Linked DNA regions of Mus musculus: region 2 is linked to region 1. A link is a contact called in public Hi-C data. All regions are on one chromosome and are shown on one strand. The core of a region is the stretch at or near the end of the contact, and the rest is flanking DNA. Distances in the headings are between cores, read along the strand shown. Region 1 holds the start of Usp38 (ubiquitin specific peptidase 38). Region 2 holds the start of Orc6 (origin recognition complex, subunit 6).

What was found. A called contact is a pair of places that touch in the nucleus more often than the background predicts.
Region 2: a Hi-C map of CD4 T cells shows a contact between it and region 1, with 4 times the contacts expected there. The contact joins the promoter of Orc6 here to the promoter of Usp38 in region 1.

The regions. Positions count from the first base shown.
Region 1 is chr8:81,013,077-81,017,043 of GRCm38.p6, reverse strand. Usp38 (ubiquitin specific peptidase 38) reads left to right here and starts at 2,138. Exons shown (of 10, transcript NM_027554.2): 1 at 2,138-3,289. The coding sequence starts at 2,608.
Region 2 is chr8:85,297,682-85,301,648 of GRCm38.p6, reverse strand. Orc6 (origin recognition complex, subunit 6) reads right to left here and starts at 2,017. Exons shown (of 7, transcript NM_019716.2): 1 at 1,657-2,017; 2 at 411-540. The coding sequence starts at 1,721. Vps35 (VPS35 retromer complex component) reads left to right here and starts at 2,132. Exons shown (of 17, transcript NM_022997.5): 1 at 2,132-2,194. The coding sequence starts at 2,192.

The DNA.
Region 1 (3,967 bases), core at 889-3,388:
TATTACACATAAACCTCCTGTAAACATCTGTGTATGATTATTTTTGTTTTACTATAAGTTCTCATTTCTTCTGGGCTCTTCCAAAGGGCTGCCATCACTTCTCCAGTTCTGCCCTCTGTAGCACTCTAAACTCAGGTTGATGTATTTCACTGCTACTGCTGTTCTTGGCAATCATCCTATGATACTAGCATCTACAACACACTGGGGTCTTCTGCTGCAGCTAGGCTTCACCAATAGCCTCTCATAGGTTCTCTTCATGGTTCAACTTCTTTGCATGACTCAGTTCTGGGCCATCAACTACAACTGGGGTGGCACCTTCACCAATGGCCATCCATGGCCTTGCACAGTGCTAAGCCTCAGCTGCTCTTTCTGATCACTTCACGCCTTCAAAACCACCTGGGTGACCCTTACACATTACCACGTAGAGCTGCAGCTCGAGATCTAGCCTTGGCTATCTCTGGAACACAGTTTCTTTGTGCTCTCAGAAAACACTTCCCAGAAGATTTCACTTCAGTGACGCTGGTCTCTTCGTAATCACCACTAATTTCTTAGCTCCAGCTACCAGCATCAATTGTCCCAGTAATCCCTTCTTTAAAGCCAGAGCCACATGGCCAAAGCTGCCAAGTTCTGCTGCTTGCTGAAGCTGGAATGTGTCCTCCCACCTCCACCATGTTCTATTATCAGCTTTCTGTTTTCTAACTCCCTCTCTGCCTAAGTTTGGGTTTCCTGAAATGAACTCAGAGACCTACATGGCTGTCTCTTGTAATGCTGGAACTAAAGGCATGTACCACCAGGCCTGGAGTTAAGCTCTTCACCTAGAACCTGCTTGTCCCAGGCTGGCCTTGAACTCAGAGATCTGCTTGGCCTTATCTCCATGGATTAAAGGTGTATGCCACTATGCCTGGGTCTAAATTTAGCTGAGAAGGATCTTGCTTATACACTGAACACTGAATACAAAAGCTCACTATTTTTTATTTTTTCCAGACATGGTTTCTCTGTGTAGCCCTGGCTGTCCTGGAACTCACTCTGTAGACCAGGCTGGCCTCGAACTCAGAAATCCACTTGCCTCTGCCTCCCAAGTGCTGGGATTAAAAGCGAGCACCACCACCACCCGCTAAAAAATCTATTCTTACAACAACCTTGTTTTGAATCACCACTAAATATATGAGCCACCAGTACTCTCTCTACATTAGCAATTGTTTCAGAGGAAAAACCCAGCCATTTAAGGCATTGGAGTATGTCTGGGCCTAACAAGGTCTTTAGAAAGATTTCCCCCAAAGCTTGGTTTGTTTGTTTGTTTGTTTTCTTATACTTTCCTCCATTCCTCAACTAGTGCTCTTCTCGCGTTTCCAAAATTTTCTCAGACACAAGATTTTAAACAATTAATAGCACTTCCTCGAATTGTCTTCATAAGCAACATGTCTCAGACTATGACATAGTAAAAGTTCCTCCATTTTGTCTCAGGTGGAGCCATCTTTGGTTTACCCGGAAACTGACACCATCATTCCCTGATGAAAGTGAAAAGTCCTGTACCCCAACTCTGTCCTAGAAACTCGGGGAAATGCCTCAGGCAACTGCACGTTTTGGGCTTCTAGTAAGCTGCTTGCTTACTTTATTTCCCTGCCAACGGCAAACAAGGAAGTAGTGTTTCCGTGTTCTCTGCCTTTTACAGCTCCCTGCACAGTGCGTTCTTCCGGCTGCTCTGAGAGAAGGGTTTCCCCCCGGCAGTCGCCGGCGGCTCAGTATAGACTCTCGGTTCGCTCGCGCTGAGTGGTCTCTGAGTTTCTAACCCTCACCACTGACGGAATCCACGTCCGGCGACAAGAACCTCAGAGCTCAGAGTAGGCTCCCTGAGCAGCGCCTCCGGAAGTCCGCCAGTGACGTACCACACAGTCTCCAGTGACGTGAGAGTGGCCGCGTGACTCACTCCGTGCCTCTGCGCCTGCGCGCCAGGGAAGGGGGCGCGGCCTATCGGGGGAGGAGCTACATGGAGAAGGGGGAGGGGCGGGGCCAGCAGGAAATGGGTCGAACGTAGCCGGGAAAGGACCGGAAAAAAGTGGGCGGGGCGAGGGCGGACCTATCCGCTGTACCTCGGAGCTTCACTTCCTATTCGCCAGTATTTCTGCTTCCGGGTTCAGGGTGTTCCGCGCCTCCGGCTCCTCTCCTTGGCAGATCGAGGTACTCGCATTGACAGTGCCTCCTGACTCAACCCAGGGCGACTTTTAACTGCCCACCCGCGGGAGCCGGGGCTCCGCACTGACCCGGGACACGAAGGCGCTCCTCACCTTCCAGCTCAGCCTGGAGGGTCCCTGCGCCCGGAGGCTGGGAGAGGTCGCGGGCCCAGCGAGGCAGCCTTATGCGGACCTCCGGCCCCTGAGGCGGACCGCGGGGACCCGCAGCCTTTCGGCGTCCCAGAATCGCTCGCTCCCGTCCCGGCTCGGATGGGCCTTCCCACTCGATAAATGTGGCTGCTGAGGCGGCGGTGGCGGTGGCCGGTCCTGCTGCTGGTTGGCTCCAAGTTCCTCCCCGCCGGGGCGCTTTGCTGCCCCCCGGGGCTGCCGCTGCCAGCTCTTTATCCCCAGGGCCTGGCCTTGCAGAGTGGCGACGATGGACAAGATTCTGGAAGGCCTGGTGAGCTCCTCGCACCCGCTGCCCCTCAAGCGGATGATTGTGCGGAAGGTGGTGGAGTTCGCGGAGCATTGGCTCGACGAGGCGCAGTGCGAGGCCATGTTTGACCTGACGACCCGCCTCATCCTGGAGGGCCAGGACCCTTTCCAGCGACAAGTGGGCCACCAGGTGCTGGAGGCCTACGCGCGGTACCACCGGCCGGAGTTCGAGTCCTTCTTCAACAAGACTTTCGTGTTGGGCCTCCTTCAGCAGGGCTACCACTCAGTGGACAGGAAGGACGTCGCCATCCTGGACTACATTCACAACGGCCTGAAGCTGATTATGAGCTGCCCGTCGGTGCTGGATCTCTTCAGCCTGCTCCAGGTGGAGGTCCTGCGAATGGTTTGCGAGAGGCCGGAGCCAGTGCTCTGTGCCCGGCTGAGCGACCTCCTGACCGATTTCGTGCAGTGCGTCCCCAAAGGGAAACTGTCAGTTACCTTCTGTCAACAGCTGGTTCGAACGATAGGTCATTTCCAGTGCGTGTCCACTCAGGAGAAGGAACTACGGGAGTATGTCTCCCAGGTAACGAAAGTGAGTACCTTACTACAGAATATTTGGAAGGCTGAGCCCTCCACGCTGCTACCTTCTCTGCAAGAAGTTTTTGCAAGCATCTCTTCCACAGGTAAGGGTCATTATTTCAGAAAAGTGTGTCTTGGAAATTCAACACGTGTGTCTCATCAACACAGTGCGCTTTTTTCCCCCCCGGAAGCATTCTCTTTGGGGGTACTGAAAGAGGCCAGGTAGCCTATTTTATTAGAGTAACTCCTCCAGTAAGAGACGTTCTTGATGGAGAGCAAAACTAAATACCCTTATGCAAAATGTTACTCCTCTTCACTGCCTTGTTCAGAATGGTACGCTGGAGCCAAAACATTGAGGATGCCTAAGTCCAAAGACCTTTGTCACTGAACAAGTCATTTAATTACACCACCTCTGCTCCAGTTTTGGAATTCTTACAGGCTGACAGCCAGGATGAAAAGCTTCTAGTCATTACTGACTAATGGTCATATATGATGCTTGCCGCAGGGAGTTATTATTACTGTGTGTAACCTATCATCTTATTGAAGGGTATCTTGTTGGGTTTTTTTTTTTCCTGTTTTCTGGTGGTCTCATTTTTTTTTAATTCATGAGTCGCGCACAATCTATTATTGTCCCGGTATACCATGTAGTGTTTTTTAAATGTCAGCATTTCACTTCACGACAGTGTATGTGACAGGAGATCCAGGGAGCATGAAGACAAGTGTGACAGCTTAGGTAGTAAGTAATCTGTCTTGTCTTTATCATGAACTGCATCCTCAAAAAC
Region 2 (3,967 bases), core at 768-3,267, 4.3 Mb before region 1:
ATGGCAAAATCTCCTGCAATGGGATCCTATATGTACAAAAAAAAAGGAGAAACTGAATTGGGTACAAAGATTACTTGATTTCTGCTTCATGACTGTAGGTGCCATGTAGATTCTTCAAGTTGCTTTGATTTCTGTGTCAGGATAGATCGTACCCTTGAAGTTGATTAAAAACTCTCTCCTGTGATTGCTCTTCCGAAGGACCTGAGTTCAAATCCCAGCGATCACATGGTGACTCACAACCAAACATAATGAGATCTGACGCCCTCTTCTGGAGTGTCTGAGGACAGCTACAGTGTACTTACATATAACCGTAATAATAAAAAAGAAACGGAGCCGCCAACAAGAAGATTAAAACAAAGAAACCTCAGGGTCACATCAGATCACTCAAATGTCCTTTGGAGCCAACTTACTCTATCCAAGGGGCACTTCCTACAGGAAGCTGCAAGGTCCAGGCATATGACAGCATTGCTGGTTTCTGAGCTACGTGCAGACAGACTGACACACTTCACCTTAGACAGCCGCAGGAACTCCTCTGCTTTCCTGGTTATAAAGGCAGTATGGTCACTAAAACTGCTGCAGAACTTTGTCAACACTTAGGCAAAGAACTGAATTCAGCATGGTGGACTTGCACACCACCTAACTACTGTGCAAGTTCATTTGGGGCCTAGAAAGCACATCCTTTGGAGAGGTGGAAGTTCTTTACATAGAACCAAAATGACTCCAGACTTAGCTGTGTCCAAGCGTGTTCCTTGGACATTACCTTTCCTTCTTACATTATTTCAACAAGTATAAAGAATTGGTTCAGGCAGATTAGAGTAAATTAAATCCCTTTCTCTTCCTTAATGACTGATTGGGTCTCAGTTTCGGCGGCTTGTGAAAATAGTTCTGGGTCCCATTGTATTTCCGGTCAGTAGCCCTGGGAATAGACCTACGAACTTTCTACACACTTGCCTGCTGTAGCTTTATTTCCTAAGACAGATCCTACAATGACCCTCCTAATCTCAAGGGCTTCGGAAAATGGAAGCTATTTGGGCCACTCTTACCATATTTTCCCATGCGTGCCACTATTTAATAAATCAGCCCCAACGCCACTGGGCCCTTTCTGGAATTTTTTTTTTTCGATTTTTCGATACAGGGTTTCTCTGTATAGCTCTGGCTGTCCTGGAACTCACTTTGTAGACCAGGCTCGCCTCGAACTTAGAAATCCGCCTGCCTCTGCCTCCCAAGTGCTGGGATTAAAGGCGTGCGCCACCACGCCCGGCCTTTTCTGGAATTCTTACGCCCTGCTCATCACTTCAGCTCTTCACTCTGTACCATAATCTACCTTTCTCTTGCCATCTATAGTGATTTGCACAGGGTCTGCCCTGCAAGGCTGGCTTATCAAGATTATCGAGTCTGAAGGAATGACAAGAGGTCCTCCCCGGCTTTTCCGACCACAGTGTATCCAACAGAGCTAGAGTGCTTCAAGGACGACTATATACGTCCTCTCAAACCATCTTCTACAAGCCAACAACAGTTTTTCTTGATGTTGGGCCCGAGTCTCGCCCAGACCAGTGTGCGGTCATTCCCTCATCGCCAGTCCCTCATCCGACGCTGCCTTGGGAGGACCCAGGGCCGCAGTCTGGGACGTCTACCCGCACACACGGCCACACTCACCTCAGTACACTCGGCTCCGCAAGGCCGAGACGCGGGGCGAGGCGGCGTACCAGCTCCGACTCCATCGCTGGAAGAAATGCGCGCCAAGAGCAATGCGCGCGCAGATTGTCAGAGGGTTAAGACCCACCCCCGGCGCGTCCAGATTGGTTGCGACCAGAGGTTGAGACCGTTCCACACACCAATCCTGGTCATCCTTCTACGCATGTGCACACGATGAGGCGCGGGCCCAGGCGAAGTGGACGCGCAGAAGGTTCTCTCGCTGCCCTTCCTCGGCCGCGGATCTCCTTAACTAAGGCTTCCCTTCCTGCTGTCCCTAGTTCGCCGCAGCGTTGTACTATTCTCGCCCCGCCCCGTCCACTATACACCGCCGGCTGCCCATTCTCCCCAAACTACGCGAGATTTTAAGTGGGCCAATCGAAAAGCCGCTTCTATCCAAGGGCGGGGCTAGAGAGGGCGGGGCTCGCAAGGCTCGGTCACCTGACGGCGGGCGGCTCCGGCGGGGTAGGCGCTGCTGCTTGTGGTCCCCGGAGTCGCCATGGTGAGTGAGGGGAAGCGGTGGGCCTGGGTTGCCGAGTCGCAGTCCACGTTTTCCTTCGGCGGACAGGAGCCTTGCTGGCGGAGTAGGAGGCCCTGCATTTCGATCGAGGCCGGTCCGGTCCAGGCTGGGCCTGCGGGCTTGGCACGGGCTGAGGAAGGCCGCGTTAGGCTGCGGTGGGCTGCGGTGGGCGGTGGCGCAGAATTTGGTCGTTACCCCGAGACCAGGAGCCTCCCTTAGGGGTGTCGCGGGCTGCAGGTTCTGGGTGTCGGTGGAGGCCTGCGTCAGACTCTTGTACGGAACGGCCACCTTCCCTCTGAGAGTCGGACTCCCGGGTCTGTGCGGAGTTGGGACAGTGAGGAGCCCCCGAGCTTCTGAGCTGGCGCCGTAGCTGGGTCGCGCCCAGATGGTGCATTTCCAGCTTTGTACTCAGCTGTCCTCGGGGGTCCCATTGCCTTTTCTCTGCTGGAAATATCCTTGGGGGGGGGGCGCAGTGGTCTCCCGGCCTTCCGTGGCCGCAGAGCCCCCTTCATCTTGCAGCGCCTGTCAGCGAATTCTAGGGACCTGCTCACGTGAGTTTCCCGAAGGACTCCTGCTTTCTTTTCATTGAGCCCAACCATCAGATAGGAGACAGGTCTCCGTTTCGCATTTGCTCTCTGAGGATTCTAACTCACTTGCTGGAAGCAGTCATTCAAAGGTTTCTCCGCGACGATAGCATGTCGTGATGCTTTGTGGCACTAGCCTTATAAACAGGAACTTCCGCAAAATTCGGATCCTGTTTTCCACAGGGCAAGTTGTCACTTGCGTTATACGAGCATTTGCTGTAGTATGAACAGGTAGTGGTTTTGGATGTGCTATGCTTATGTCCTTTTTTTTTAATTTCAATATTCATTCTTTGTATTGATAATTCTATGTGCCACTGCACATACTTCACTTTAAGTGTGTTAATAGGAAAAACCAGCATTAAATCTTTTTGTTGATTTTTTTTTTCCTTTTTTTTGGAATGGACCTTTATGATGATCTTGCTAGACTCCGATCAGCTTGGTATTTATGTCATCTTTGGTTCTGGCTGGCTGAGTTCTGAGCGTTTGTTCCCGTAATTTGATAAATATTTGATGTATATTTAATATAATATATTGCCTTACAAGATGTTTTCCCCCCTCGGAACTTTGTACAATTGAGATTTGGCACATGACTGGTGTGAAGTTTAACTTTTTTGTTTTTCAACACTTACTGGTTGACATAGTGTTTTATAATACAAAGCATTTGAGGATACACTATAAATTATATTTATGTGCCTGGGGAACCAGATTGGACCAGTTTTCCCTGTGAATTTTATTGGAAAATGGAACCTGGGTATCAGTTCTGTCATAGGCAATTTTATGATTTGAGTAGGTAGTTAGCCTTTAAGTCTCACTTTTGCATCTGGAAGCAAGTGTTGATATCACTGGTACTGTACTCCTAAAAATCCTGAGTCCAGCACTAACCAAACATCTGGTGTACTTTCAATTTTATAGAATGTGCTAGGCACCAGATAGAAATAAATGGCAGAGATGTGCTTTTGAAACATTCTGCTATAGTTCTTTGGGCTCCTGGTGGGAAAGAGGTTGTGTTAGGAGCTTTGGAGGTAATGCAAACAGATTTTGAGGAGAATGGGCAGAAATTCTGCACAAAGAAAGAATTTTGCCATTTAATGTTCATGGTGTGCTCCGTCATCGGATTTCTGGGGTATTGCTAAGTTAGTGTGTGTATGGGATCCAGACGGTTAACTTTGTC